Linked DNA regions of Mus musculus: all the other regions are linked to region 1. Evidence: chromatin contacts called from public ChIA-PET, Hi-C and HiChIP or PLAC-seq data. All regions are on one chromosome and are shown on one strand. The core of a region is the stretch at or near the end of the contact, and the rest is flanking DNA. Distances in the headings are between cores, read along the strand shown.

Region 1 (4,362 bases), core at 1,094-3,593:
CAGTGTTAGAGTTGATAGTTTCCCCTCTTGTACTACACGGAGGTTCAAAGTTCTGTTTTTTACTGCGTTCAATTGCAAAGGGCAAATTTTCTAGCAAATGGGGGGAAAAAAACCAAAAACAACCCCCTCCCCCCAAAAAACCCAAAACCAAAAAACCCAACAAGTCTCTAACTCTGAGTGGGTCTGAGTGCAACTGTAAATTAATCCTTCAAACAGGATTAGGTCTAGGCAGTAGGCAAGGAAGCTAGCTCACACAGCAGCAGGTGCAAAGGTAGCCTATGCTTTCAGGAAGCCAGAGCTCTTTGATAGAAAATGGAAAGCAACTGAAAACAAGGAAAGGCTAGAAACAATCCTGTAGGCTAAGCTAGCCTTGGGAGTTTCCCAAGGCCCATCCCTTCCTCCATCCCTGCATGAGTCAGTTTTCCAGTGGGTCTACACCCATTTACCCTTCCTTTGCCAACATCCCTGAATACATTCTCAGTAACCCTCTAAGCATTTGCCAAAGATCTTTCTAGAGTGCAAGTCCAGACTCCACCCTATCGCCCTGGTCCTGCGAACTAGTTCATAGTTTGCTGAATAACGTTGAAGTTCCTGGCTTCCTTCTCTGCCGACAAGTTAATCTCCTTTTAAAGAAAGGAAACAGATGACTGTATTGATTCTACAGGGCATTGAAACAGATAGGCTTCTTGCACGTGCTCTGCACTTTGCTCCACCGTCCCAGGGCCCACTTGTGCCACACTCCCTGTGCCTATGATTGTGTGCACGTGGAAGCCAGGGGTCCACATTAGGTGTCTTCTGAAATTTACCTTCCATCTTATTACTTACTTTTTTGAGTGTCTCTCATTGAGTCTGGAATTCAGAGTTAACTGGCTAATGGGCTGTGAATATCTCCCATTCTCTACCTGATCCCAGCACTGTGGTTACAGACACTTGCCTAGATGTTCGGAATTTGAACTCAGGTTCTCAGACCTGAGCTCCAGCTTCTTTACGCAGGAGTCATCTCCCTAGCCAGCTAGCCTATCCAGGCAACTCTCTTTTTATCTTAGCAACTTCTGCACATCCTTCAAGGCGCTGCTTGCATAAGTTCCTCCAGGGAGCCTTCCCTCCTTTTCTCAAGGGCATTTTGGATATTTGCCTACCATCTTAGCACCAGCTGGCTGGTGCTCTTTTCTACCATGCTGCTCCAAAAAGTACAATCCGTGTACTCCATCCTCCTGCACTTACCTCCATCCTACCTATACTTAACTACTTCTGCCATAGCTCACATTCCATCCAGTTGCTGGAATGAATGCTGAGAAAGTCCTCAGGCGCTGGTGGTTACTAATTGTCAGTTAGAAACTCCCTGTCTCTGTTCTCTGAGAAAATGCTACTGTCATTCTACTTTGTTTCCATTGTTGGGGACTTGGGAACTTTTAATAATTAACACTGAGAAGTGGTACTAGTTAATTAATTAATTATTTCAGGAAGGGATCAGTAAGCAGCAAGTCCGTGTTTCATGGACCAGCAGAGGATCAAGATCTGTTACTAGTACCTCTGCAAACTAGTGGAGTACTTTATTTATTTATTTATTTATTTACTCCGCCTAGGAGAGTGTGCCTGACCCACTCAACAGAAACAGGGAGGGAGAAATCCAGTTTGCATTCACTCACCTCAACTCATGTTCAAACCATGAAACAAACGTTTTTATAGTTAAAAATCATCCCTGACGAAGTTATCAGAATTCCTTGAAATTCACTGGAAATCCCGTCCGCAGATCTTCAAACTTTATCTCTTCTCAGAAGCCCAGAATTCTTTTCTTTCAAAGCCAAGTTACAGGACAGCAGCTAATGAACTAGGAGCTGGTGTTTCATTTGCTCAGGCGGGCAGTTGCCCAGGGCTTGTTTGCGTGGGAGTACCTCTGCAGCGCCTAAGATGTTATTTTATTTTAAAAGAGGGAGCCCTGCTTGCTTTCTGTACACCACACTGCAGAGTTGGAAGTAAGGGAGCCTTTAAACTGCAAGTTTTATTTGCCGATAGGACAGGAAGGTGGCCTGGGTTTGTGTTTGGGTGACGATCAGTTTTCTCGCAGAACTCCAAAACTGTGAGTGCTGAGAAAGATACCCACCAACACCCGTGCAAGCTTCTTTCCCGCCCTTCGCCTTCCAGGTTCCAGGCGATGCGCTGCTTCTGCTGCTGCAGGCCGGGCAGCTAACTCTAACCTTCCGTCTAACCTTGCGGGCCTCGCGGGCTGGGCGCGGAGCCCCGGGAGCTGGAGCGGCGGTGAGCGGCGCGGGCCCGGGCGAGCGAGCGGGCGGGCGGGCGGGGGCCGGGGCTGCGCGTGGGAGCTCTGCGCGTCCGCGCGCCTTCCTGGCGGGGCTGGCGCGGGGGAGGGGCCGCGCAGCGGCGGAAACCGGCGCGCGGCGATAAGAGGCTGCACGGCGACATGCCACAGTCTCTCGCCGCAGCCCGTCGAGTCGGGGCGCTCGCCATGCTCCCGTGACCCGGACCCGGCCAGTTCCCTTTCCCGTGGCGGGCATCCCGGAGTCGCGATCCCACAATGCCCCGGGCAGTCGGGGCCCCGGCGGGCAGCCTGCACGGCCACGTGAGAGGTGAGTGGCGGGGCGGCCGCGCATTGTTCTGCGCTGCGGGCGGCGCTGCGGCGGCCTCGGGTGGCGCTCGGGGGTCCCCGGGCCGCACCGCGATCGCGCGCTGCGGCTACCGGCCCTGTCCCGCGCCTCCCTGCGGGCCCCCGTGGGGCGCCGCGGGACAGGACTAGTGGCCGGTGAGCCGGGGCAGGTGCGTGGCCGAGTGCTGTGAACTCGGTGACCTCTGCCAGGGTCGACGGGGGGCGGCCACTGGTCGCGCGGGTCCCGGCCGCGCCCGCATCCCTCTGCCGGGGCTGCCACCCAGCACCGGCTTCATGTGGGCCAAGTATGTGCACGCAGAGGTTAATGCTCTGCTTGCCACCCATAAATTACGCATGACATGTTTAGTTGGGCTGCCTTATATGGAGAGTGCTGTATTTCAGTCCAGTGTGCTTTTTGCCAAGTTTACAGGGAGGAAGACGCCCTGCTTGAGAGGGCTGCCGCTTTTCCTCCCTTTCTGGTGGTTTTGTAGTGCGTCACTCAAAAACTGTAAGAAAAGTAAGTATAGAGCTTTCCGGGTGGAGCCACAGTAGGCTGGTAGAACAGCTTTCATGATAAGTAGTCAGTATATGGACTGGTTTTTTAAATAAAAACAAGAGAAATATGAAACCTTTCCTCACTCCTCCCCCCGCCCCCCCAAAAAAAAGACCGAGTCTGATGTTGTTAGTAATGTGCCATATGAGAATACTTTGATTTTAGAGGATGTAACGTGAGATTTAAAGAAATTACACACACACACACACACACACACACACACACATACACACACACACATGCATGTATGTATAAATGGAGCTGAAGCCTTCCTGGCTAGCCCACAGCATTTTACAGCTACATGGGTGTTGAGACAAGCCTATTACGCTGCTAAGATGGGTTTATGTGCGGTATGCATCCCCAGGATTAAAAACAAAGTTAGAAGCAGCCTGGAAGGTTATTGCCACTGTTTTAGGTTTCTGTGTCCACCAGCACAGGCACAGACCATAGCAAGTGATTAATAAAGTCTGCAACACTCTGAGCTATTTCACAAACAAATTAATTCAAGGAGAGGGAAGTCATAATTACGGCCTTTGGATACGCAGGTCTTCTGCAGCATGCTTTGAAATAGTACACTAGTGGGCATGTTAGACCTCCTTCCTGGGTTTCAACACAGTGTTCATACAAGGAACTTACTTAGGCCATAACTTTCCAAACCAGGCTGTCTCTGTCTATGGCTTTACAATGTTGGTGTTGTTACCTGGTCCTATTTGTAAGATAAAATTCTGATCCCCAAAGATAAGTTGAAGTGAAAGTTCAAGGACTGCAGAATCCTTGAACAATTTAGTTCAGGAGGCAGATGTGTTAACTATGTAGTTGGTAGCCTGAAGACAATGAGTTATTTCACAGCGGGAGAAAGCACGTGGCTGTCACTTCCATCTTTGCCTCCTTAAAAGTTGGTGACAGCTAAACTAGCTTTCAAGAAAGCCATCATGTTCCAGTTTCTTGTATTTGTACAGGGTTACACTTTTTTCCCCAAGATCTAGACATAGTTTTTTATGTTTCTATGTTTAATGCAGAGTTTCCTCAGTGAGAACTACTTAGTTGAAGGTTGTGTTCATAGAACAGGTTGGCTTCAGCCCCAGGAAACCAGTTCATTTGTTTTAAAATTGCACCACCACTGAAGACATCATACATCATAGACACATTTTATTATTGGGAGAGACTTAGACAGACCTCACATAAGCTTCATTTAATATTTTTT
Region 2 (4,362 bases), core at 813-3,312, 250 kb after region 1:
TTTGTTATGTTTTTACATATGAAGTTAAATAGTGTCCTCGCATGATCTATTAAAAAAATGTGTTGGAATTTCGATAGCTATTGTGTTGAATCTGTATTTTGCTTTTGGTAAGATGACCATATTTATTATGTTAATCCCACCAATTCATGAGCATGGGAGATCTTTCTATATTCTGACATCTTCAGATTTTTTTAAATTCAAAATTCTTGTCATACAGTTCTTTTATTTGCTTAGAGTTACAGCATGATATTTTACTTTATTTCTGGCTATTCTGAAGGATGTTGTTTCCCTGATTCTTTTCTCAGCCCGACTAAGGCTGTTGTTGGTTGTGTGCTTACACTGATCTCTAGCCATCTTGGTTTGGGGTTATTATAGAGTTAGGTGTTGATTTTAGAGTTTATCTTTGTTAGAAGGGAATGTTTTGGATTCTTTTCTATTGGTTTCTTTTTCTGGTCTTCTGGCCTGAGTAGACTGGGGTTCAGGTGACCAGACCTTCAGGTCAGTAGGGTGTTGGGTATGCTTTAAGGGAAATGCAGAGGAGGGGTTCTTATCTATGGTCCTGTATTAGTCAGGGTTCTCTAGAGTCACAGAATTTATGGGTAGTCTCTATACTTGATTTATAGTCTGTAGTCCAACTCCCCAACAATGGTCAGCAGCAGCTGTGAATGGAAGTCCAAGGATCTAGCAGGTGCTCAGTCCCACAAGGCAAGCAGGTGAAGAAGAGTGAATCTTCCTTCTTTCAATGTCCTTATGTAGGTCTCCAGCAGAAGGTGTGGCACAGATTAAAGGTGTGTACCACCACACCTGGATCTGGTACTTTACTTTGTCCCAGGTGACCTTGAACTCAGATATCTCCTTGTCTTAGTCTCCTGGGATTCACAGCCACTATACCTCAATATCTCCGGCCAAAATGCAAGTCAGAAACTTGTATCTCCCAGCCTCAAGATCAGAATTGCAAGTGATCATTTTGTGTTGGCCAACTAATTCTTGGATTCTGGGTATTGGACCTGTCCTAGACTATTATTGATATATCCAGTGACATGCCATTGGAGAAAACTGATTTTCCCTGTGCTAGCTGGTATCAATTTAGCTTTTTGATTAGGAGTGGGACCCTATGTGCACTTGCCCCATTTCAGTGCTGGGCCCTTTTCTGGTTTGAGTCTGTTCAGGTCTTGTTCAAGCTGGCATAGTCTCTGAGAGTTCACATGTCCATCCCTGTTATGTGTGGAAGACAATGTTTCCTTGGAGTTATGCCCCACCTCTTGCCACCACTTCCATAGATCCAAATCTTGAGCCTTGGGGTTGGATGAAGATAAACTATTTAACTATTTATTCCTCATTGAGGAATGAGTCTCATGCCCCTTTATAAGCCAGTTCTTTCTGGCTTCCTCAGGCATACACGCAACCACTGATGTGCTTCCCATTTCCAAAATATTCCCTTCCCTGTGTGGCACGATTTTCTCAGTCCAATTAATTTAAATATTAGTGCAGCAGGAGGCCTGTGATTGGACAGGGAAAAGGGAGGCAGAGCAAAGAGTTGCAGAGACAGGAAGCAACACAGGAGAAAAGAAGAAGGAAACAAAATGGAGGACAAATAGGATTCAGATTCCACATGGTTTCAAATAGCTGCAGGTAGATATAATATCATATAGGTATAGAATAATTGGGGTAGCTTGTCTAATCTAGATGGGCAACTTGTACCATTATTGGCCCTTAATTTATTGTGTGGGCATCTTGTGTATTGAGAATTTATTGATATATCAGTAAGACTAATTATAAGCTTCTAGAGTTTTGTTTTACTGGGTTACTGGAATGTGGGATCACTGACCACAGGGGATTTATGGCTCAGAAGGTATGGGTGGCACTGAGACAAGTGAACTGGAACTGGGAAGAAAGCAATCTGTCACTGCTGGGGCTAGCCTCGAGACAGAGGTAGTGGTAAGGCAGCAAAGGTGAGTTGCCCAATGTGCACCACAAAGGCCATGGGGGTTTTGCAGCATGGGGCTGGTGTGGTAGCAACCCACCAGTGGGAACTTAGTAAGCTGGGTGGAGAGATTTTGGAGCTCTGAGTCAGAGAGCTTCCATGAGATAAGAATTGGTCGGAGAGACCATCAGAGCTGAGAGTAGCTGGGTGTAGCATGGGAAGTTGCCATTCTTTTTAATATCCCTGGACATTCCAAGTTATATAGTCACAAAATACATAGACTTTTGTGTCAGACATTGATCATTTAGCATAAAATATTTGATATTTACTGATATGCTGAAAGAATTCACATAGCCATGTTTTTGAGAGGGTGGTTTAGGATTTCTATTGCTATGACAAAAAAGCAAGTTAGCAACAAATAGGTTTATTTGGCTTATACTTCCACATTGGTGTTTATCATCAAAGGAAATCAGAACAGGAACTCAAACAAGGCAGGATCCTGGAGGCAGGAGTGGGTCAAAGGCCATGGAAGGGTGCTGTATACCAGCTTTCTTCACACTAATTGCTTAACCTACTTTTTTCTAAAACCCAGGACCACCAGCCCAGGAGTGGCACCACCCACCACCTCCCCGACTGATCTCTATTTAATGAAACACATTACAACTGGATCTCATGGAGGCATCTCCTTAACTGAGAATTCTTCCTCTCTGAAGACTCTAGCTCGTGTCAAATTGACACACAAATCCAGCCAATATGGAGGCAATGCTCAGAATCATCTAGAGGAATTTAGGACAGAAAGCCCATATACTATCTAAACATACAGAAAGTAAGGTGAGCTTGAAGGATAGAGGTTGCTGTATATGCATAGTAAATAACAATCAAAAATGGGGTAAACTTGTGAAAAAGAAGGAGACTTAATAACCTGAACAGGAACTTCATCTGAAAGCACATCCTGCTGGAAGTTATGCATATATAGACATACAATTCTATGCATATATAGACATACATAACTCTCATGTCTCAATAAAATTCTTGGAATTCTTGTTTCCATGACATTTATCTCCCACCTAGGAACTGCCTACTAAGTCCCACAGTTTCTCTACATGCTCCTGAGTCTGCTACCCTTTCTTTACCCACTTCCCCTCAGACCTAACTGCTCTATCTTTCCTTGTGCTCTTCAGGGTCTGTACATTGCAAGTTTTCTTTTCTCCTCTGAAGAGCTGCCTGTTATGTCCCAGAGCTTCCTTAAGTCCTTCTGAGCCTCTGAAACCTTGCCCTTCTGTTCTCTCAGCTCCCTCCTGGAAGTCCTGTTGCTTCTCTATGTATTTCTGGTTTCTACAGCAATGGAAGTCCCTTCAGTAGGATTCCTTTTTGTGGTTCTTTGTTCCTTATGGCCACACTGTCCTCTGGCTCTTAGCTTCCTTATCCTCCCTGGGCAGAGTTCTTTTAACAACCCTTCTTCCTTCCCTCCTTAGACTCAGTTTCTTTCTTGGATTCAGAGATTTTCTTAAAACCTAGTTGTCTTACTGACAATGCCTTGGCCTCAGTGTAGCTAGATGGACAAATATGGCACACTCAAGTTCCAAAATTTTACAGATTGTAGCAACCAATGTGACTTCATAGGCAAATGATCCCAAAGTCTTTTATCTCTAAGGTTCTAGAACTTTCCACACTTAAATCGTTCTGCTCTCAAGAAATTTTTTGCGACTATTGTGTAAAGAGTCTTTATCTCAGGATGATTAACTTCATTGGTTATAGGTAAAGAATCTGTCAAAATCTATAACAAAATTTGTTTTAAAGCTTATAAGAAAAGGCTTAGTTAAAAACCTATATGTAGATATTCTTAATTTGCTACAATCTACTGTATATGTGATTCGGCCCTAGAATATATAATTTGGATTCAATTCTTGTTTTGAAAATAGATCTGCTAGAAAAATGTATCTTTCTTCTGTCTTGGCTGACGACCTCATCAACATAAAAGCAACCAGTTGACTGGCAGCCATCTTTACTAAAGTTAGAGTACATGCCATGTGACCTCACCATCTTAAAATGAGCATATGTGTAAAGGAACAATTATAAAACTTCTCATTCCCAGTGAGCTCTTAGGTTATCATTGTATCTCCTTTGAGGCTAAGAATACAAATCTAAAGTATTTTGGATTATTATGTAATCCTTTTTATGATAAAAATTTTTAACTCAGATGAGCAAAAGCTGATTTAAAATGTCTACTCAGACCAACAAACCTGAGTTAAAATATAAACTGACTGCATGTGCCTTTGCTAACTGTTTAACAACAAGCATCTAGAAATTTTAAATAAGTAACAGTATGCTTGATAAATAAGATTTATAAATTTCTAGGATCTATTTATTGGTTTACAGACAATTCTTCTAGGCTCCTCTCAGGGACTTAGCAACAGGGACTTAGCAGCAGCTTTATC
Region 3 (4,362 bases), core at 739-3,238, 230 kb before region 1:
AAAAAATTAGATTAGTTTTTTTTTTCTTAAAGAAAACTCAATGTTGGGTGGATAGGAAGCTAAGAGTGGGTAGATTGGTCTTGAAGGACTTAGGGCATGGCATAAATATACTCAAAATACATTGTATGAAATTCTCAAAAGATTTAGTGAAAACTTTATTTTATTTTTATTTTTTTCCATTTTTTATTAGGTATTTAGCTCATTTACATTTCCAATGCTATACCAAAAGTCCCCCATACCCACCCACCCCCACTCCCCTACCCACCCACTCCCCCTTTTTGGCCCTGGTGTTCCCCTGTACTGGAGCATATAAAGTTTGCAAGTCCAGTGGGCCTCTCTTTGCAGTGATGCCTGACTAGGCCATCTTTTGATACATATGCAGCTAGAGACAAGAGCTCCGGGGTACTGCTTAGTTCATATTGTTGTTCCACCTATAGGGTTGCAGTTCCCTTTAGTTCCTTGGGTGCTTTCTCTAGTTCCTCCATTGGGGGCCCTGTGGTCCATTCAATAGCTGACTGTGAGCATCCACTTCTGTGTTTGCTAGGCCCTGGCATAGTCTCACAAGAGACAGCTATATCTGTGTCCTTTCAGCAAAATCTTGCTAGTGTATACAATGGTGTCAGCATTTGGAAGCTGATCAGGGGATGGATCTCTGGATATGGCAATCACTAGATGGTCCATCCTTTCGTCACACTTCCAAATTTTGTCTCTGTAACTCCTTCCATGGGTGTTTTGTTTCCTATTCTAAGAAGGGGCAAAGTGTCCACACTTTGGTCTTCATTCTCTTGATTTTAATGTGTTTAGCAAATTATATCTTATATCTTGGGTATCCTGAGTTTCTGTATTTACCCCACACTAACATTAGAGAAATTATATCAGTGTTTCAGTGGTCTTTGGACACTATTAACTTTTAATGTTACTAAATGTAGAAACACTAGCTAGGCAATAAAGTAGTAATTCATAGCAGTCCTTTTCAATATCTGTAAATATAATATGAGTAATTCATAAACAGGAGCCTCCCAACTGTAGAATTTTATTCTTTTACCTTCCCATTGTTGGAAAAAAGAAGAGACTTAGGAGTGTGCCATTAAAAACACAAAAATTTCTCATTTATAAAGAGCTTTACATAACTACTTTGAAATAAAAGATCTATAGTGAAGAGAAAGCATACATATAGTTATACATATAGTTTTTTATTGTTATTAAGAAAGTAAAAAGAGTGAACTAATATTTCTGGTATGATTCCTCTGGATGCTGCTGTCTGCTTCAACAGTCCTCAGTGCGGCACTCTCTAGTTAGTGGTACTTAAGGCTGTTCATTCCTCACATTACTCATTTCTCAGGGAAGAGAAGGAACTACTTCTCAAGCTATTGGTCTCTCGGCAGAACAGTCTGCTTGTGGATTGGAATTGTATGGGAAGTTGGCGAGAAAAGAAGTTATAAACAATTTATTTGCCTTTGAAATTCAAAATTTATCTTAGACTATATGTAGTGTGTGTGTGTGTGTGTGTATATATATAGGTGTGTGTGTTTGTGTTTAGGTGTGTGTGTCTTTGTGCATGTGTGTGTTTATAAACTTTGATAGGTCATTATAAAGCCAAAATAACTGTAGAGTACTTGTGTGTGTGTGTGTGTGTGTGTGTGTTTTTAGTTGTATGTCTTAAAAGCTTCCCTTGTAAGCCTCCCCACTCACTAGACTGTAAACTACAGGCAGGCACTGTGTCAACTTTACCACACAGCTTTGTCTCACATGTCACATCAAGTAGGCTAAAATATCTGTCATACTAATGAAGCAACTTCTTCTAATTACTGTCTCCTTTCCTTAAGGGCAGGCTTCTCTCATTCATTATTTATCTCTGATTTTAGGCAGCATTCTTCTCTCTTTGCAGAAACCCTTTACACCTAAGCAAAGTGCACAGTCTTCATTTATTTGCCTAAGTCAAGAGCCTTTGAACCACCCCAATGCTGGTGAACCTTTAACAATATTAAGTACTTATCCACACCCCATACTTGAAATTCCTTTTTCCACTTTGGCCATTGTCAACTTATTCCACCCTTCTCCTCTTAGGTAAAAACATTTCACTTTTGTGTTTATATTACTAAATCTTGACTACAAGTCTATTTACCTATCACTTCACTTGCTTTTTCAGGACATTTTCTTCTACTCCTTGACCTTCAGCTGCCAAACCTTAGTTGAAAAAACCTCAATCAATGTTCACTTTTTGTCATTGATTTCTGAATTTTTTTTGCAGAGTGAATGTCTCAATTCAGGTATAATTTAGAGCAATTTTAACTCCACAACAAAAGGACTCTAGCTAGTTTAAGCAAAATAAAAGAAAGGGAGAAAAGGTTATTTGCTGGAGATATTACTGGAATGTGTCAGCAATCCTAAAGGGTGGGGAATGGTTAGTGAAAGAAACCAAAGTCCAACTGGAGGTGAGAAAATATCCTTTCAGTCTCAGCCTGGATCCTGCCTCTCTCATTGGTCTGCTTATGCCTTTTCTCATCCTGATGACTTCTTTCCCCTATAGTTCAGTGGTCTCCATGTTTAAAAATCCCCACCTTCAGCCATTCAGAAAAAAAAAAATCTTTATTGTTCTCTCTGTTCTACTGAAATAATCTGAGGCAATGACTCTCAATGGGATATCTTAAAAAGGGGTTCTACCCTAGTATGTTCATTCTATGTGCAGAAAAGAATTCATTAAAAAAAGAAAAGATAACTTCTTGAAAACTGTGTGCAGTGAAAAGGCATGTTTGAAGAGCAGAAAATGGTAAAGAAATAAGGTTCACTTAAACAGACTAATACATTCTCATTCCACTATCCTAGACTCATAGCAAACAGAACCCTGGGGCCAAACTTAACTGTTGTGCACTGACCCATCCCTCCTTCCTGAAAGAAGGGAAGAAAAATAACCTATGTCCCTTCAGGAAAGTTATGATCCTATCCCATTCAGGGTTGGAATTCCTGCATTCACCCACCAATATACTAGTTTGTTAGTTAAGCCCTGAATCACCTAATGGTTCTGTCTTTTCAAACCTTTTGACACTACCTTCCTCTTTTAAAATTACCCTTCTGGCTGTCTCTTAAAAGCCATCATTTGAGCAAAATCTTGCTAGTGTATGCAATGGTGTCAGCATTTGGAGGCTGATTATGGGATGGATCCCTGGATATGGCAGTCTCTAGATGGTCCATCCTTTTGTCTCAGCTCCAAACTTTGTCTCTGTAACTCCTTCCATGGGTGTTTTGTTCCCAATTCTAAGAAGGGGCAAAGTGTCCACACTTTGGTCTTCATTCTTCTTGAGTTTCATGTGTTTCGAAAACTGTATCTTATATCTTGGATATTCTAAGTTTCTGGGCTAATATCCACTTATCAGTGAGTACATATCATTTGAATTCTTTTGTGATTGGGACTCAGGATCATCTGAGTGTGATTTATCTCACTCAGAATGATGTTCTCCAGGTCCAACCATTTGCCTGGGAATTTCATAAATTCATTCTTTTTAGTAGCTGAGTACTACTCCATTGTGTAAATGTTCCACATTTTTTGTATCCATTCCTCTGTTGAGGGGCATCTGGGTTCTTTCCAGCTTCTGGCTATTATAAATAAGGCTGCTATGAACATAGTGGAGCATGTATCTTACTTACTAGTTGGAACATCTTCTGGATATATGCCCAGTACACTAGCAGGATTTTGCTGAAAGGACCCAGATAGAGCTGTCTCTTGTGAGACTATGCCGGGGCCTAGCAAACACTGAAGTGGATGCTCACAGTCAGCTATTGGATGGATCACAGGGCCCCCAATGGAGGAGCTAGAGAAAGTACCCAAGGAGCTAAAGGGATCTGCAACCCTATAGGTGGAACAACAATATGAACTAACCAGTATCCCCCAGAGCTCTTGACTCTAGCTGCATATGTATCAAAAGATGGCCTAGCTGGCCATCACTAGAAAGAGAGGCCCATTGGACATGCAAACTTTATATGCCCCAGTACAGGGGAATGCCAGGGCCAAAAAGTGGGAGTGGGTGGGTAGGGGAGTAGGGGGAGGGAGGGTATGGGGGACTTTTGGGATAGCATTTGAAATGTAAATGAGGAAAATACCTAAGAAAAAATATTTTAAAAAAGAAAAAAAAAGCCATCATTTGTTTTGTCAACATCTGCCCAGCAAATTTTACCACATCCTTTTCGTTTTAAAGCCCTCACAACATATACATTAACAATGAAGAATGAGTTTTTTGTATCCCTGTTGATTCAAATATCACTACCACCTCGGTAGGTGTCTCTTTTTCAGGAGTCTGTCTACATAGCATCCTGGGCTTCTATTTGTGTCTATTTCTAAACTTAAAATGACTTATCCTCTTGCTC
Region 4 (4,362 bases), core at 632-3,131, 210 kb after region 1:
CTACCTTCATTTTATTCTACCTAAAAATGTATACAATGTCTACTAGATGTATGCCATAGTTTCATTTCCTGTTGCTGTGAGAAAATATTTGAGAAAAGCAACATAGGAGAGGATAGCTTTATTTTAGTTCACAGCTCTAGGCTATTGTTCATTACATACAGAGAAGTTACATCATCAGGAATGCCAAAGGATGGGTTACATCACATCCACAGCCAAGACTAGAAAGCAGTAAGACAAAGTATGCATGCATATACTCACCTCACTTACTCGTTTTTAAATGCAGTTTGGGACTCAATCCTAGAAGATGGTGTTGTCTGTCCACCTTTGGGCTGGATTTTCCACGTTGATGTATGTAATCAAGACAAATTCCCACAGACAAACTGCTCTAGACACACTTTCAGGTGATTATCTGTTGTGTCAAGTGGACAACCAAAACTAACCATTATAACTATGTCTCAGGTAAACAATAGGCTATAGAATAATTCATGTCCTGCTATTCTGTACAATTCTGGCTCAAAAATTATCCTTTCTTGCTGGAGGACAACCTCATCTATCCACTTAAGGATGGGGTTAATTTTCTCTCTTTCTGACCAGTTGTGGTCTGGAATGATGGCTGAGAAGGGCTTCACTTTCAGTGCAACCTGTTGAGCACTGTTCACTAAAGCCCCTGGTGCTACTGCCTCTTAGTGCTTGAGATTTTTCCTCCACAATCCTCAAATGTTCATGAACTCACAAATGGGTAAGTAAACTAACACAAGTGAGTTTTAAAGTAATTGTTTTTAACCAATTCCATTTAATTGTTTAGATGCATCACATTGTATTATCAAGGATAGTCTCTACCTCTTGGTCTCAAGTGATTCACCCATCTCAGTCTCTGGAGTTGGCAGAATTACATATGCACATCACTCCAGGTGGTTTTTGTGGTTCTAAAAAACAAAAACAATAAAACAACCAAACAAAAAACTGGTGGGATAGGTTCTACTACTCTGAAAATTTAAATGTCTTTTCGAAAGTCTGAAGGGCATGATGTAAAGTCTTGTCCAAATCACAGGCCTCTGACTTCAAATCCTAACTCTTCCTTGGTGCCATTAAAGATTCTTCATCACTATTAATTACCTCATTTCTTTATCCCTCCATCATTGCCTAATGAATAGTATTTATAATTTTGTCTTTGGCCTAAAAGGGGACAAGATGGTGATGTTTTTAGAACTTAAAACTTCATCTTATAATAGAAGGGTTAACATGTTATTGAAGAAAAGCCTAAACATATTCTAGCTATGTTATGTAACCATTGGACTGAAAATAGAACCTTCATTCAATGTCCTAAACATGTTGGGAAAAGCATATAATACTATTTTTTCTTAAAAATGCAAATATTGGCTCATAAGTTGGTAGAAACCTCTAGGGAATGAGGAGTAAGAAGCCTTATCAGTCTTTGTGGATACCTTTTATGAAAAATATTTTTTCCATTTTTTATTAGGTATTTAGCTCCTTTACATTTCCAATGCTATACCAAAAGTCCCCCATACCCACCCACCCCCACTCCCCTACCCACCCACTCCCCCTTTTTGGCCCTGGCGTTCCCCTGTACTGGGGCATATAAAGTTTGCAAGTCCAATGGGCCTCTCTTTTCAGTGATGGCCGACTAGACCATCTTTTGATACATATGCAGCTAGAGTCAAGAGCTCCGGGTAATAATTTTTTAAACTTTTCTTGGTTCCTGGGATTCTAAAATAGACAAGGAGAAAAAACTGTGGGGTAGTAACAGAGAATAAAAACTGAGCTAGGCAAGAACAAGAACATTTTTGAGAGATGACGGTCATGAGAGGTCACATTATAAATTTAACCAACTGATTTAAGTTCACAATCCAAACATTCCAGCCATATGAGTAATATGAATAAGAATCAGAAAAAGGAAGAGGAAACCAAATTTGACCACGTAGGGCTCTGGTTATTCAAATTATTGGATGTGGAATTTTATATGTGTATACAGATAGACACGTACTGAATAGAAGAAATATGATGTGAATTGAAGATTTCCTTATTGTTTTATGCTGAATATGACAAAAAGTTGCTGTAGAAGAGATAGCAGTGAAGGTTTTTAATCACGTACAACTCCGTTAATTAATTGAAAATTTTGCAATTTGAAGCATTTATTGTGAAGGGTTAGAGATGAATAATGTTCACAAAACAATTGGAAATGGGAAATTACAGTTCTAACCCCCAATAGAGTTTTAATTTGAAAATTATCAGTGTTTTAGTTGGTTTCTGGCTTGCTTTGTCTTACTGCTTCTGTCTGTAAAATTAAAGTTTTACACCAAACTATGGGGGAAAGAGAACGCTTTTTTCCTCTTATGATATTGATAACTTGAGAAAGGAAGTCTTGGTACTTCTGAGAAAAAGACAGTTTTTCCTAGTAGTAAATTGAAAATATCCAAATAGAGGTAAATTTAGATTGTTGCATTAATATGGAATTATGTCCAAGAATATATTGCTTAACAAATATACAAAGACTGAAAGCAGTGTTTAAATGTTCAGTTGTGTAAAAAAAAACTTTCAAAAATATATCTGTATACAAATACATAATTTTTGCAGAAATTTAAAAAAATATAATGGTATATCTTATTTTGGAAAAATATTATGTTATTTGTTTTCTTGTTGCTACAAAAATTACTCTGAAAAAAGCAAGATGAAAGAGAAAGGGTTTATTTTAGCTTACAATCCAAAGTGATAGTCTAACATGGCAGGAAGTCAAGGCAGGGGAAGGCTGAAGGTGGGCACACCACATTCACAGTCAGGAACAGACCACAAATATAAGTGTGCTGATCACTTCACTTCACTTTCTCTACTTGTATAGTCTAGGATGCCCTGCCTAGGGAATGGTGCTGCCCATAGTGGTGGGTATTGCCTACTCAATTCATGCAATCAAGGTAACTGCTCAGGCATGCTCAGAGGTCCACTTCCCAGATGAGCCTCAGTTCTATTAAGCTGACAATACTAACCACGACAATATTACTTTGGTGATGGAGTAAAACTTACCATTTTAAACCCCATGACTGTATTATTTATTTTTAGAAATCTAGCTAACTACAAAATAAATAAATGCCCTGTGTTGTCTCAGTTTTGTTGCGTACTTAGGCTCTGCAGTATTCAGCATGGATAGGCACTGTACAGCTGGGTCATATACGAATTCTAACTTCAGAGATTATCAGCATCATAAATTTGGAAAAATCTATGCATTGGACTTTTTCCTTCCTACTTAATGGCCATAATAACAGATTTAGATTAGGAAATAAATTATATAATCTGTTTAAACATTTTCTACAGTACAGACATGGGGTGGCAGTGTAGTTTCAGATCAGAGAGAGGTCTCTGTTGATTTGGGATTTTTATCTTGTTATCATCTTTTAAAGTTCTTATATTTTAAAAACATGAATGTACTATAAAAAAACAAATTAAAATAGTCCCTAATTAGAGAGGAAAGTTTTAATATAGTGTTTGAGCTGGCACTTACAAATTATTTACTTTTTAGCTTTTGTTAGGCATATTTTGAGAATAATGTCAAACCAACCCATGCAGAACCATCAGAACACTACCAATACTGTTGACTGATGGAGTATTGCCCCTCAAGAAAACATCTGGCAAACACTTTTCCAGAAAATTGTATCTCACTATTTGCTGAATATTTCATGTTAGGAGGGGAAGTGAAAGTATAATATATGCTATGCTTGTGAAATATATTCTTACTTCCTTTGAAATCACAAATATCTAAATAGCCTTAGTACCAGTAGCCCGTACAAGAAATATCTTGGCTTCCAGAAAATTCCAGACTACTCTCTTTCAATGAGAATTATGACTCAAAATCAAACAGAAATTCCAGACTTTATTGATGCCTGTAATTATCATCCCAGGGGACTGATTGACACTTGAAGCCACATTATGGCAGGGTGTTCAACTTGTAAAATGCATTGCCATGATCCAGGGAGCAGGGAGATTTTTCAGCTGTGTGATTATAATTACTCTCCTTGGGGGATGGTATTCTCTAATTTATCCATTCACTGGACACCAAGGATCAAATTTCAGTTTAGACATTTTGTTCCCAGTTTAGCCTTTGGATTTAATTTTGAAGAGATGCTTTTGTATAAGGTGATATCTAGGTTGCCTAGGTTAGGCACATGCTACCTCACAAAATTCTTAGCAGTGCCTTCATTAGGTGGTTGTTTTAATCATATAGAAATCTTATATCTAACTATTCTTCTTTGTGTTACTTGTGCAGTTTCTATGAGTGGAGACTTCAGTTTCACTTTAGACTCAGAGAAATTCTCTTTCAACTTGGTAGTTCTTGTCAGGATTCTTTTTCTT
Region 5 (4,362 bases), core at 1,205-3,704, 210 kb before region 1:
CTAAACACTTCCCAAGTAAAATTATTACTTTTAATTATTGGCACAGATAAGAAATTTGTTACTTATGATATTTTGCAGTTGTTATTTAATTTTTATATGTTTAGTTGGTTGTGACTCATTTCTGTTCTGCTTGGGCTATACAAATCTGAAACCAGATCAGCAAACATTCCCCATAGCAATGGTAGCAACAACTACAATACCTTAAATTGTCAGATGATTCAAACACACAAACTAACTAACTATAAAGTGAAATTTGCTCAGCAGAGATCCAAAGACTGGGAAGCCAGTATGTGGTGATTGCTTTAGCTTACTTATTCTGCACTTCTGAAGCAACACATGAAACTAGAGCTTACAGAATTAGAAGATTTGAGGAATTAATGAAAGAGGGAAAAGGAGAATAGAGAAGAGAAGAGAAGAGAAGAGAAGAGAAGAGAAGAGAAGAGAAGAGAAGAGACAACAACACAAACAAACAACCAAGAGATGGTAAGAAAAGTCAACTTAAAGCACTCCTGTAGAGAAGATCAGAGGGTCAGAAGAATGAATGAAAATATGCAGCTGCAGGTGTGTGTAGGGGGAACCTCTAGAAAGACCCAGAAACCTGGGATATTAGAGGCTCCAAGGACTCAATAGGGATGACATTAGCCAAAATATCCAACAGTGGGGGGGGGGGGATGGAGAATGAAGAGACCACCTCTAAGAGACAGGGCCCCCAGTGGTAAGATGGGGCACACACATCTTTGAAAATTCTGACCCTGCATTTCTATAGGAAATGCAGGAACAAAAATGGAGCAGATACTGAAGAAAATGTTATCCAGTGACCAGCCCAACTTGGGATCCATCACATGTGCAGGCACAAAACACTGACACTATTACTGATGCCATGTTGTGCTAGCAGATGGGAACTTAGCATGTCTGTCTTCTGAGAGGATCTACCTGCAACTGATTGTGATGAATGTAAACATTTAACAGCCAACCATTAGACTGAGGCTGAAGGTCCCTACGGAAGAGTTGGGGGAAAAATTGAAGGAGCTGAAAGGGATGGTAATCCCATAGGGAGAACAACAATATCAACCAGCCCAGATCCCTCAGAGTTCGCAGAGACTAAGCAACCAACCAAAGAGCATACATGGGCTGGTCCCTGGCCTGCAGCATGTATATAGCAGAGTATTACCTTGCCTGGCCTAAATGGGAGAAGATGCACCAAATCCTGTAAAGACTTGATGCACCAGGGAAGGGAGATGGTGGGAAGAGGGTGAGATGGGGGAGGGGCTGAGGTGGGTAGGATCACCCTCTCAAAGCCAAATGGGAGGGGCATGGGGTGAAGAAGTTTGGGAGGCAGGATCAGGAGGAGGAGCAACATTTGGAATGTAAATAATTAAGAGAATTAAAAAAAGAACACTCCTGGCAGCCTCCATTCCCTGTACTTCTGGGGGGAAATTATCCATTTAGGCAACATGACAGAGCAGTAAGTGTCCTCAGCTTGAGTTCTACCAGCTTTTCTTTGGGTGCTAAGCTCTGCGCTGCTTTAATTTGCTCATGTATGGGTACAGCTGTACAGTCTCAGCAGTAGACAGCAACCCTCTGTGAGAGCAGAGGGAAAGTGCTATAGACATCCACTGTGGATGAGGAACAGTGCTGCCAGGTTGCATCTGTGAGCAGATGGTTGCCATGGTAATGACTAGAGTGGAAAAGGTAGGCTGAGAGGATAACATAGGCACAAAGGTACCTAGTAGTTCCTTAAGAGAATGAGTGGGCGTCAAGGATTGGAGATGCTGGGTACATTCATTTCCTAGGACTGATTAAACACAATACCCCAAAATGTGTGATTTCAAAAGCTAGAAATTTATTTCCTTGAATTTCTGTAGCTTAGGTGCCCAAGGTGTGGGTAAGATTGGATTCTGTAGAGGCTTCTGAGGGATAAGCTACTCCATATTTCTTTCTGCTTGGTTTACATATTCGTATGTGTAAGCATTAATTCATGCATATATATAGGGACATTATCTTATTAAGGTGTCCCAGGGTATAGCTCAGGATAACCTCAGACGTATGTACCTCTTGCTTCAGACGTCCAAGTATCTTTGATTGTAGAACTAAACTCCAATTCATCCTCTCCCTGAGCCAACAGTTCTTGTATCAATCTCAGTTCTCATATGTCATTTCCTTGTATGTTTGTGTCTTTGTAGAAACAGCAATCAATTGGATGAAAGTCCCACCTTATCCTATTGTGACCTCATCCCAACTAACTGCATATACAATCACTCTATTTTCCAACAAGGTTATATTCTGAGGTCCTGGAAATTATGATTTCAATACATCTATTTGGGAGAATAAAATAAAAGTAATAGCAATGACTAATCACTGTTTGCTGACTAATTCTTGAAACATGGTGTGGCTGTGAACCTCAGGTAAAAATGTGGAAATGAAGAGGCTATGGCCTGAGTCACGCCATCATGATTAGGGCTAGAATAATGCACTGTGTGTGTGGCTCTGCTGGGAACCATTAAAACCCTGTTTGTAGGAGGCAATGTATTCATCGTTTCTTTGGCAGGTTCTGGTATATCAGAGAGAGGAGACTGGAGGATGTTTCATTAATATTACATAGGTTTTATTTTTCATGTTTCCTTAAAATCAAGGACTTTCTGCAACCCTCTACTTTTTTTAAAGTTCTGCAATATATTTCCAATGCTGTTAATATTTAATGAACTCCTCATGAGCGATCCTGCTTCAGAGTCCTGGGTTCCTTCTTCCAGAACAATCCAAAGGAAACTCTACTTCTCTGTGTTTCTGTTTCTTGGGCATAAAAATCTGCAACACAAAGGAGGGGGAAAGATCAGGAAATAAGAAACCTTGTAAAAACTAGAATCTTGCTACATGTAGTTAGTTACATAGAAAACCTATACTTATTACCTTTAAACCATTGTTTAAATACATCATCAAAATACAAATGTACCATTAGTAGCAGCTTATATTACATTAGCATTATAAGAGTACACGTAAAAATTTCTTTATGACATTTTGATGAATGCCATTTTTGCTCATATTTGGACCTCCTTTCATGTTCCTGCCCTCTGTCTAGTTCTCCCCTTCCCCCATACAGTCTCTCATGCCATAGATGCATGTGAGGTTATAAGAGAGAATTTGAGATACTAATAGCTTTATGGTGCATATTTTATATTCTTAGAGGAGAGTCATTTACAAAAACTGAGTATCCATAAGATAGATGGTTATGTCAAGTTATTTCTAAAAAATAGACATGTGCATGTAGTCATTAATTCCAATGATCTTGAGCATCTATATAATGATAATTTGGAATCATAATTTATATTATTTATAATCATAAATTATAACCATTTTTCTGGAATCCAAGCACTCTTAGCTGAAAGAACATGATCAAGTTTGGGTGATTGGCATCCTGAAGGTGAACTAACTTTCATAAGCCTTGACATCTTTTTTTCTCTTACGCTCTACTAAGTGGATCAACTAAGTGGGAAACCTGAGATTCTGCTCTTATGCAAGGCGTAGTTTACAACACCTAACAAAGAGTAAAGACATGCACTTTGTGTTCAAAGAACTGGGCTTGCACAATAAGAATAAGACTATGTCAAAATTACCACAAATTCAAGAACTGGCAGACTTCGAAAAGGCATTAAAAATATGAGTCCTCCTGCTGGTCTGCATTCTATTCTTGTCACAGACATTGAGGCACTGAGCTTGGATAAATACAGAAAAATACAGCCCACGTGGTGCCCTTCTGCCCATGCCGATATTTGTGAGCTTCTCCCTGAGAGGACAACATAAGCAATAGGAATGCAGCACATAACAAAAAAGGGCTGTGAAAAGCACTTAGGGCTCTTGGAGGAACTCATAGATAATTGCTTGGTTGAAATTTTCTTCCTGTTACTGAACCTCACAGCAGAAGCAAATATATAATACAAAGGAGGTTTCAAAGTTTCATTCTAGCTCTTTAAATATGTGTAGAAATGGTCATTTACTAAAGAAAAGATAGAAACATTGCTGTGAAGAAGGAAAGAAAGGGGGAGTATGAGAAATTATGAATTTAAATAACAAGGAGGAGACTAGAAGCTACTAGAACATTGTTGGTCCATTGAACTGATTACAGCAGACAGAAAGTAATTTTCATTGAGAAACTCCTCAATTGGTAGGTATAAAGTCTGTTTTAGTAAAACATGTTTTAAATCAGTCATAGTCTAAATTATACTATTTGCAGACCAATACATTTGTGTGTGTGGGGGGGGGCACACATACATGCTGCATGCAAGGTATGCGAAGGCAGGCAAAAATTCACCATTATATGCATATGGAAATAAGAGGACAACTTTTAGGACTTGGCTCTAGCCTTCC
Region 6 (4,362 bases), core at 749-3,248, 180 kb before region 1:
CATTCTGATGATGGTGAGTGGTCTTGATTTCTGTTAGTAGTTTTCCTTTCACCATTTGGCATTCTCTGGAGCTAGTTGTTATAGTTGTCTCTGGTTAGAGCTTGTTCCTCAGGTGATTCTGTTATCCTCTATCAGCAGACCTGGGAGACTAGCTCTCTCCTCTGAGTTTCAGTGGTCAGAGCACTCTCTGCAGGCAAGCTCTCATTTTACAGGAAAGCTACACAGATATCTGGCCTTAGGACCTCCCTCCTGGCCGAAGACGAAGGCCCAAAACAGGACCTGTCCCTAAGTCTAGATGCTTTGGCTTGTCCCAGAAGCTGTTATCTTCTGTATTCTACACTCTCACCTGTGCAGAATACTCTTGGAGGAGTCCTGGAACCAAGATGTCTGCAGCCGATGCTCAGGCCTAGCGTTCCAGGCCCGGGCAGACCCCTATCCTCTAGCCAGGAAAGTGGCCAGATGTCTGGGGCCTGTGCAGAATACTCTAGGCTGGGTCCCAGGACCAAGACGTCTGCTGCCGATGCTCAGGCAAAGCGCTCCTGCACCGGATGGACCCCTATCCTCTGGCTGGGAAATGGCCAGCTGTCTGGGGCCCGAAAAGGGGGCTGCCTTAGAAGCTCTGTGGCTCCCACCTGTCCCAGAAGCTTTTAGCTTCTGTATTCAGTACTCTCACCTGTGCAGAATACACTCGGCGGGGTCCTGGAACCAAGATGTCTGCTGCTGATGCTCAGGCAAAGCGCTCCTGGGCTGGGTGGACCCCTTTCCTCTGGCAGGGAAAGTGGCCAGATGTCTGGAGCCTGTGCAGAATCGAAGTTAATATTGTTAGCCACTCAATTTATGTTTGCAAGTCAGAGAGACACAGAGACAGAGACAGAGACAGAGAGACAGAGAGAGCAATGCCACTCACTTATTAGTAATAGAGACATTTCAAAGATCTAGTAAAATAAATTTGAGCAGAGAAATTGTGTCATTTCTAACCTAGTGACTCTAAGCAAATTACTTCAAGTTTAATACAAAGGTTTCTTCCAAAAATATTATAGGTATAATCAACAGAACAACAAGTGAAGCAGTGCTGTTTAGCATGTGCTGGTTTTTGCAGTAGTACCTTCCTTGCTATAGTTTAATTAAAGGTCAACAATTTGTTGATCTTCGAAATGTACCAGTAGCAAGTGATAAACAGTGACAAATTAACCTACAGAAAACTAGCATGTAACTTTTTTCATGTTATATTGATCGCCATTGGAGAGACCTGTTTATAGTCTCAAAGCATTAAAGAATCTACCACACACCTATATACTAACATTGCCAAGTAATGAGTATACAAATGCCACATTTTAAAAATCAGTTAGCATTCAAACTCAATAACAGTGACCTTTGATATGTGGCTTTGACCTCAGTGATCTTCTCTCAAAGATGACAGTATCAAGGATGCTTGGGGACACTGATATTGTTCCCATGTTTATCCTTACTGAAAGCCATAAGTGGCCCTGAACATCCTTAACTTGGACAAGCACTTTTCCCCTTGCGTATGTACATACATGGGAAAGTTAGCTTCCCTTGCTCCTCTTTTGAGAGTTCTTCTCCCTGTCTTTTGATGTCTGTGCACACATTGCTTACAATTGACTAGGATTTTCCCCAGGAGAGTAATCAGGGAGGGTCACCACCTAGCTCCTCCAGAGCAAGAGACTTCTCACTGTCACCCCACATGAGGCACAGCTGCCCTCTCCAGTATCAGGTTTAAAGGTATCGTCATTAGAATTTCCATTTCTGTGAAGACACAATGACCAAGGCTACTCTTAAATAGGCAAACATTGAATTGGGGATAGCTTACAGTTTCAGAAGTCTAGTCCATTATCAGGCAGGAAGCAAGGCAGCAGGAAGGTAAATATGGTGCTAGAGGAGTGGAGGAGAATTCTGCATCTTGATCTGAAGACACTCTGGAGGAGAATGTCTTCCACAGGCAGCCAGGAGGAGGCTCTCTTCTGCACTGGGTGGAACTAGAGCATAGGAAACCTCAAAGCCAACACCCATAGAGATGTACTTCCTCCAACAAGGCCACACTTACTCCAGCTATGCCACACTTCCTAATAGTGTCACTCCCTGTGAGCCAGGCATTCAAAACATGAACCTATGGGGACCAAACCTACTCAAACCACCACAAGGAGTGGTGATCCCTCAACACAAGGTACTGAGTGTACCTTCTTGCAGAGTCCAGAAAAGGCAAGAAATGATCCACTGAATGTTTGAATGGCTATATCCAGACCACAACAACATAGGTGGTATTGGTGGTGGTAGCAGCATAAGCAGTCTGAGAGATATTTTTTTACCTTTGTGTCATGTGACTCATCACCTCTTAGACCTCTCTAGGGTGTGGTAGTCTCAGAAATGGCTGTTGAGAGTACAGTGATAATTCTTCTGTTAAATTTCTCCCCCTCATCTCCTCGAATTCCTACAGGTCATGTTTCAGTAGCTGAACTTTCTCAAGGCCCCACACCCTCTTTGACAGTATCCCAGGAGCAATAGTTGCAATCAGTTCCCATCAGTCCTACTGATAGTTAGCCTTGTCCTCAGTTCAGACACTGGATAACATGAGCTTATCTTCTCTACACAGATAGGTGTGGGACATGGTGGAGTGGAGTAAATATTAATTTCCTAGGAAAATAAAGGAAATATAAAGGTGGTGGTACTTTCTATTATGAGCACTGTTTAGTCTCTTATAACAGTGCAATCAAATCCAGAATGTCCTTTATATATACATCCTAAGAAGGATGTATATTTCTCATTACCTTAATATTGGCTATTTCATGTAAACAAATACATTGAACTTATTTTTAAGTCTATTCAGCTTGAAACCCTTAATTCCTTACAAATGTGTCTCTCGTTAACTTGCCAATGAAAGTCATTATCAGATAAATTATTTCGCAATAATCTCTCTAGTTAAATATTATTTTGCTTCCTAACTGGAGGGCGGGGTGATTAATTCATTTGATGTAGAAGGAGGCACAGAAATAAATCAACATGAAATTGGGGCCACAATCTCATTTAAGAGCTAGAAGAAATAATTTTGATTGGAATATTATTTTCAGAATAAAACCAAGATTATAAAGATACAATAAAATATAATCTAATAGTTAACCCAACTTAGTTTATAATTGCAAATGTGATTAAATTCATAGCAAAGAGAGTAATTTTGTATAAATCACTGGGAAATTTATATTATTGTATAAATGTTACATTGTATTCTGTTAAAGAAAATATAAGGCTTAAAATAAATGCTGCGGTGAAAATAGTAGGATTGGTAACACTGGGGAAAGATAAATCCGAGGGGGATATCACTGCATATGAGATAGCCCTGCTGTCCAGATAAGAGCAAGCACAGCAAGCCAGTCTGCAAAAGTTTTGCCCAGCTGGTATACAGAACCTATGAGGAATAGATACAAGGGTCTGTGCCCTTTCTCCTTGAAAACTTCCCAACACTATGTGTAGTTAGAATGTTATATGTCTTTCTTCATTTTATGCATCTAATTGTAACTAACTGAATTGTGGGCAATAACAGGTTCTAAGAAAGGTCCCACATGCTCAAGGAAGCAAGCACCCTAAAGAGAATGAGAATTGAAAAGCAAGATTTACAAGCTTGGGTATAAGAGGCAGCCTTTATCATTGACCCTTGGCTCTGTTTTCTCTCCTCTCTGGAGGAAGTATTTAATCATGATTCCCAATCTGCTAAAACATACCATGAAATCAACTTCTATAAACACCTATCTTAACCCATTATATACTTTCATGTGCAAATAATTCTTTAAAACTCCTGTCCCCACACCTGATTCTCTTCACTGTTCTACCATTTCTATTGGTTCAATTGCTAATGATTTTTATGAAACTTATTTTAATGATAGCTTGTGGCCATTATATATTTCTAAAGCTTGAAATATACTGGGCAATATATTTGCAATAAACTGACCTTGCAAGTATACATAATAGAGGCTGGAGATCCTTGGAAACGTGGGAAGGTGAGAGAGGGGATATATAGACTCTGTTGTTAGGGAAAAATCCACATTAAATGATATTTGAGTACATTTTGCATGGTTATTTCATTTACATTTATCCTTTATGCATGAAAAATTTTAAAATAAATAGACAGATTAAAAATGAGACAGGGGGAGGGGGGAGTTATATGATGGGGAATGGTCAGGGTACAGTGGGAAGGGGATGAAGTATGGACTGTAAAAAAGAATTAAAGAATAAAAATAAATAAATTAAAAATGGTACCCTGTCGTGTGTGCTCTCCTCTCACGTGATATTTCTCTTTCCCTTTTCTCTTCTCTCTTTCTTCCTCCTATGCCTATGTGTGTGTGTGTGTGT
Region 7 (4,362 bases), core at 713-3,212, 150 kb before region 1:
TGGCCTCACTTCTGTCTTGTTTTTTGTTTTTTTTTTTTTCCTTTGCTGCGATAAAATATTCCAACTAATGAAACCACTAGTCCTCCAATTATGCTGTTTGTTTACATGAGCAGATCACAAAGCAACCCTCTGCCTCAGGCCTAACAGGACACCCACAAACTGAGGAAACTGATGACAGCTTGCAGATACAATCAACCTTAGGACTGTTGCATGACATTCCATGACCATGAAGGTCATCTTCAAGGTTTTTCCTTTGGTTTATTGAAGGGTTCTGGGATATTTCTGGATCATCACTACACCCCTGAAGGCGTTTGGGATTCTGTCTTTGGCTTTTTACTCCTTCTTTCCTTTAGGTTATAAAATTTGTATGAAGGATTTTTATATCTCTAAAACTAGACCCAACCATGAACGTTATTATTATTATGTTTCCTGTAGGGTTGGTTTCATTATGCAGTGTGAAAAATGCTTTTTTCAGCCTTGTTTGTCTAGAGTTGTAGTTTTTGATCATTTCTCTAAGGACTCCTAAGTGATTTAGTTGGGGGAAAAAGAAAGTATAATGAAAAAAAAAAGAAAGAAAGAAAGAAAGAAAGAAAGAAAGAAAGAAAGAAAGGAAAAGAAAGAGCTTACTTAGCTCACATTTCCAAGTTCAGTCCCTCATCCAAGAAAGGTCACAGTGGAATGTGTTTGAGGGAGCTTATCACATTATGACTCTAGTGAGAAGCAAAGATTAAGGAATGCATTCATGGTAGTGTTCAACTAGCATTCTCCACTTTCAAGTAGTCCATGAACCTTCTCCACTTATGTACAGGTCAAGATCCCCTGTGGGAGTTAATTAATGTACTGAAGAGAATCCCTTACAGGCATCCTCAGGATGCTCTCAATTGATTCTAAGTTTTGTCCAGTTAATATTATTAGCATTAACCATCATTGCTATAAAGCATTAATGCCCTGCTTATCTATAATAATTATGACTCTAAGGCCTCCCATGCCCTAAGGATAATTTTCTAATATACAAACAGCACAACCATGTTTCAAATACTATTTCAGATAAAACCGAAATATTGTTAATTTTATTCTATGCCATTATTCCTCTTTATTTTCTACCTCCTCTTCTTCATCCACCTTTTTTTTTTCCTTTGAGATAATTGAATCCCAAAGACATAAGGATAAAGCTCACATTTGCAAAGGTGTATTAGGGAGAGTCCTTTGCACAGCTTTGCTTTGCCTTGCACTGCTTCATTGTAAGAGGGGGGAGTGGGGTATACTTCCAGGGGAACAGCAGACAATATCTAACATGAACATAGGAGCTCTAGTCAGGTGAAAAGAGTTTTCACGCAGAGATCAATGGCAGTAGCCACCAAAGGCTCATCACATAAAGAGGTAATAATTAAATAAGCAAATGTATTTAAAATAACACTAGTCTTATTGTTGTAAAAGAATGCTGTACAACTATAAAACTTCCAAACAGAAAGCATATGTTGATGGTCAGTTAATGTTTAAATAAGGTGCCATGTGGGAAAAGGGCTCAAATCTTTATCATCTACATATATATGCACAGTCACACATATGTGCATATATGTGTGTAAGTATATATGTTTGTACATATTTACATAATGTAATTTTAATGAATGTAACATAAATTAAGCAGAGTGTTGTATGATAAGACTTTTTCTAGGGAGGTGCAACACACACACACACACACACACACACACCCCACATACACATCTAATTATTCCAGATAGGGAGTCCTAGACAAACAAAAGTAAGGATACTACCAAAGTCCAACTTGGTCAACCAATTTGTTTTATTTGGGTTGCTTACAAGAATATGGTAGAGTAGTTACTTACAGGATCAGAAAGAACTCAAAGACAACTGTATCAACAAAGCCCATTCTAGCATGAGTGCCAGTTCACAAAATCTGTGGACCTGGAACACACTGCAAAGCCTGAAAGCACTTCAACATGCTGGACTGCATTCTTTCCAGGTGACTCATTTGGTCTAAACCTCTTCCAGGAAGCTCCTAATGTCTCTGCTTCTTCCAGGCAGCTGCTCTGATCTCAGAATCTTTTTTGATACTTGGTTTGTCTAATAGTGACTGTCAGTGGTCTTTTGTTTTGTTGTTGTTTATATAATCTTGGGGACCCAGAGAAATAGAGAATCTGATGAGTTTGGGAGACTTCCTGAAGCTATTTTGAGTTGTTTACTTCTTCTGGCTTAAGGTGTTTCCGTGGCAGATGGAATGTTTCAATCTGGAGGGATCTACTATCCAACATAGAGGTAAATGTAAGCTCAAAGTTTACAAATCACTAGAAGGGAACAGAATAAACTCAGCAAATTTAATTAATGTTGTATTTAATTTAAACCATAGTATTCCGGAGCATGAAAGGTGACTCAACAGATAGACTTGCCCTCAAGCCAGATGAACTGAGGTATATTCCTAGTGTCCACATAGTGAAAAAAGAGAACTAACTCCACCAAGTTATCCTCTAACCTCTACATGAGGGTGTGGTATATGCATGTTCACACATATATGCAAATAACAAATGATTGGGTACCCAAGCATTTCAGGAGAGTAAGAATGTGGTAGTTTGAATCCTATTGGCCCCCAGAGGCCCATAGAGAGTAACATTATTAGGAAGTGTGGGTCTGTGGAAGTAGGCATGGCCTTGTTGAAGGAAATGTGTCATTGTGGAGACAGCCTATGAGGTTTTCTATATGCTCAAGCCACGCCCAGTGGGACAGTCCCCTTCTGCTGCCTGTGGATCAAGATGTAGAACTCTCAGCTCCTCTAGCCCCATGTCTGCCTGCATGCTGACATGCTTCCTGGCCCCATGATAATGGAATAAACCTATAAAACTGTAATCCAGCCATCATTAAATATTTTCTTTTATAAGAATTGCCAGGGTTGTGGTGTCTTTTCACTGCCATGGAGACCCTAAATAAGACAAAGTTACAAGAGAGTCAAACACAAAGCAAGGTCTCCCTAGAGAAATTTATTTATCCAAGACACAAAATGGCTACCCCTGAGTGTCAGAGACATTAAGCCAGGAGAGCAGTTTATATAAGGTGAACAGGAACATGTGCACAGAGAAGTGGGAAAGTGCAGCAGTTGCAGTGGAGTCATGGAGTGGGGGGTGGGGTGCAGGCGACTCTGTGACCCTCGTTCCAGAATTAAGCAAAGGTCAGGGTCTTAGAAACTTTGCACTTGCACAACAATAAATATAATTATTTTATAAAAAGAGTAACAGTTCTCTAAAGTACCTTTTAAAAGCTATACTGTACCCAAAAAATTGTCTTCAAATTTTTTTTAAAAGAACTTGTATATCAAGTGGAGGATGAGTCTCTTACTCATCCTTTTCTCTTTTTCTTTCAAGTAGGTTTATTTTTCTCATTCAATATATATTGACCACAGTTGATATATTCCCACTCTCTTAGCTCCCTCCCTCTTCTCTCTTCTCTCCAAGACTCTCTCCCCCTCTGTCTCCCTTCTGAAGAGAGTAGGCTTCCAAAAGACAAAATGAAACTTGACAACACAAGACATAATAATACAAGGAAAAAAAACCATCATATTAAGCTGGACAAAGCAACCCAATAGGAGGAAAAGAGACACTACAACAGGCAAAACAGTCAGGGATATGCACTTTTCATAAGAGAAAGATGTATGAATGGTAAAAAGAGTATATATGAAAAGGCAAAGATACGTAATAATTTCTGTTAGTGTGTGTTGAATGCTGCAATGACACCCAGTAAAATTGTACTGGAATGGCTCAACCTTTCAAACATCTTCCACATTCAAGAACCAGGGAGAGTGTAGCACATTCAGAATCGCTCCATACCTCTCAGAGCAACATGAAGTGACCTAGTAAATTTGAAAATAATTTCAGCAAATATTGTTAGTAGTACATCTCCCTTTTATATTTACCTAAGAAATTTGAAAACATACATTCAATCAAAGATGCATAACATGTCCCTGGCAGCTTCATTAGAATACCCTGAACCTAGATGAATTTCACATACTCATCAACAGTGCATCAATAAAGTACAATATTTTCTTAGAACACAGATTTCCTTAACAATAGAAATGTCAAAGTGTTAATACACATACCACAGTGGATATGTATCAGAATTATTATGGTAATTTATACATACAAGGCCAAACAAATGTGTGTGCTTTATAATTGCATTAGTAGAAGAGCTCAGAGAGCACAAACTGATCTCATAGGAATGACGCTCATTTCAATCATATTCCTCAAATTTAGTCAAAACCAATCTGAAACCAGTCATGAAAAACTTAGCAAACCCAAATTAATGGAAATTACACAAAAAATGAATGTGTTACAAAAGGTTAAGGAACAGATCCCA

Evidence for each region. Hi-C and Micro-C count contacts between places; a contact is called where the count stands out from the background. ChIA-PET counts read pairs in DNA pulled down with a chosen protein or histone mark. HiChIP or PLAC-seq counts read pairs in DNA pulled down with a chosen protein or histone mark.
Region 2: a FOXA1 HiChIP or PLAC-seq map of pancreatic cancer cells shows a contact between it and region 1. The contact joins the enhancer-like site here to the promoter of Mbnl1 in region 1. A contact is called at or near these places in 3 of 484 Hi-C or Micro-C datasets (embryonic fibroblasts, myocytes and pancreatic cancer cells) and 2 of 115 datasets of contacts at active chromatin or transcription factors (bone marrow-derived macrophages and pancreatic cancer cells).
Region 3: a FOXA1 HiChIP or PLAC-seq map of pancreatic cancer cells shows a contact between it and region 1. The contact joins the enhancer-like site here to the promoter of Mbnl1 in region 1. A contact is called at or near these places in 3 of 484 Hi-C or Micro-C datasets (embryonic fibroblasts and uterus) and 5 of 115 datasets of contacts at active chromatin or transcription factors (bone marrow-derived macrophages, kidney, pancreatic cancer cells and 2 more).
Region 4: a contact with region 1 is called in a Hi-C map of adipose-derived mesenchymal stem cells, with 3 times the contacts expected there. The contact joins the enhancer-like site here to the promoter of Mbnl1 in region 1. A contact is called at or near these places in 1 of 39 promoter capture datasets (the 3T3-L1 cell line), 1 of 15 datasets of contacts at CTCF or cohesin (the NIH/3T3 cell line), 16 of 484 Hi-C or Micro-C datasets (the 3T3-L1 cell line, 3T3-L1-derived adipocytes, the C2C12 cell line and 8 more) and 3 of 115 datasets of contacts at active chromatin or transcription factors (the NIH/3T3 cell line, bone marrow-derived macrophages and vascular smooth muscle cells).
Region 5: a contact with region 1 is called in an H3K27ac HiChIP or PLAC-seq map of the NIH/3T3 cell line, with 2.3 times the contacts expected there. The contact joins the enhancer-like site here to the promoter of Mbnl1 in region 1. A contact is called at or near these places in 2 of 484 Hi-C or Micro-C datasets (both in cortical neurons), 6 of 115 datasets of contacts at active chromatin or transcription factors (the 230-238 cell line, the NIH/3T3 cell line, fetal liver and 2 more) and 2 of 9 other capture datasets (adipose tissue and liver).
Region 6: an RNA polymerase II ChIA-PET map of memory CD8 T cells shows a contact between it and region 1, with 746 read pairs. The contact joins the enhancer-like site here to the promoter of Mbnl1 in region 1. A contact is called at or near these places in 2 of 15 datasets of contacts at CTCF or cohesin (large pre-B cells and pro-B cells), 17 of 484 Hi-C or Micro-C datasets (the AML12 cell line, B cells, CD8 T cells and 11 more), 12 of 115 datasets of contacts at active chromatin or transcription factors (the 230-238 cell line, CD8 T cells, bone marrow-derived macrophages and 7 more) and 2 of 9 other capture datasets (adipose tissue and liver).
Region 7: a contact with region 1 is called in a Hi-C map of the NIH/3T3 cell line, with 4 times the contacts expected there. The contact joins the enhancer-like site here to the promoter of Mbnl1 in region 1. A contact is called at or near these places in 1 of 15 datasets of contacts at CTCF or cohesin (large pre-B cells), 3 of 484 Hi-C or Micro-C datasets (the HL-1 cell line, the NIH/3T3 cell line and Th2 cells), 2 of 115 datasets of contacts at active chromatin or transcription factors (bone marrow-derived macrophages and large pre-B cells) and 1 of 9 other capture datasets (adipose tissue).

The regions. Positions count from the first base shown.
Region 1 is chr3:60,498,836-60,503,197 of GRCm38.p6, forward strand. It overlaps Mbnl1 (muscleblind like splicing factor 1), which reads left to right and starts at 2,344. Exons shown (of 10, transcript NM_020007.4): 1 at 2,344-2,588.
Region 2 is chr3:60,748,524-60,752,885 of GRCm38.p6, forward strand. No RefSeq gene overlaps it. Among named protein-coding and RNA genes, the nearest start is that of Gm38326, 38 kb to the right of the region's middle. Within about 2 kb of position 2,063, at least 3 of the 459 cell types and tissues checked have an H3K27ac peak or open chromatin away from gene starts, as enhancers often do. A contact at or near this core is called in pancreatic cancer cells, where this site is marked.
Region 3 is chr3:60,265,558-60,269,919 of GRCm38.p6, forward strand. No RefSeq gene overlaps it. Among named protein-coding and RNA genes, the nearest start is that of Gm33650, 42 kb to the right of the region's middle. Within about 2 kb of position 1,989, at least 9 of the 459 cell types and tissues checked have an H3K27ac peak or open chromatin away from gene starts, as enhancers often do. A contact at or near this core is called in pancreatic cancer cells, where this site is marked.
Region 4 is chr3:60,711,225-60,715,586 of GRCm38.p6, forward strand. No RefSeq gene overlaps it. Among named protein-coding and RNA genes, the nearest start is that of Gm38326, 75 kb to the right of the region's middle. Within about 2 kb of position 1,882, at least 15 of the 459 cell types and tissues checked have an H3K27ac peak or open chromatin away from gene starts, as enhancers often do. A contact at or near this core is called in the C2C12 cell line, the NIH/3T3 cell line, adipose-derived mesenchymal stem cells and 2 more, where this site is marked.
Region 5 is chr3:60,290,722-60,295,083 of GRCm38.p6, forward strand. It overlaps Gm33650 (a long non-coding RNA gene), which reads right to left. Exons shown (of 4, transcript XR_375699.2): 4 at 2,694-2,805. Among named protein-coding and RNA genes, the nearest start is that of Gm33650, 17 kb to the right of the region's middle. Within about 2 kb of position 2,455, at least 36 of the 459 cell types and tissues checked have an H3K27ac peak or open chromatin away from gene starts, as enhancers often do. A contact at or near this core is called in the NIH/3T3 cell line, where this site is marked.
Region 6 is chr3:60,318,388-60,322,749 of GRCm38.p6, forward strand. No RefSeq gene overlaps it. Among named protein-coding and RNA genes, the nearest start is that of Gm33650, 11 kb to the left of the region's middle. Within about 2 kb of position 1,999, at least 33 of the 459 cell types and tissues checked have an H3K27ac peak or open chromatin away from gene starts, as enhancers often do. A contact at or near this core is called in CD8 T cells, the G1E-ER4 cell line, Th1 cells and 4 more, where this site is marked.
Region 7 is chr3:60,344,644-60,349,005 of GRCm38.p6, forward strand. No RefSeq gene overlaps it. Among named protein-coding and RNA genes, the nearest start is that of Gm33650, 37 kb to the left of the region's middle. Within about 2 kb of position 1,963, at least 56 of the 459 cell types and tissues checked have an H3K27ac peak or open chromatin away from gene starts, as enhancers often do. A contact at or near this core is called in the NIH/3T3 cell line and adipose tissue, where this site is marked.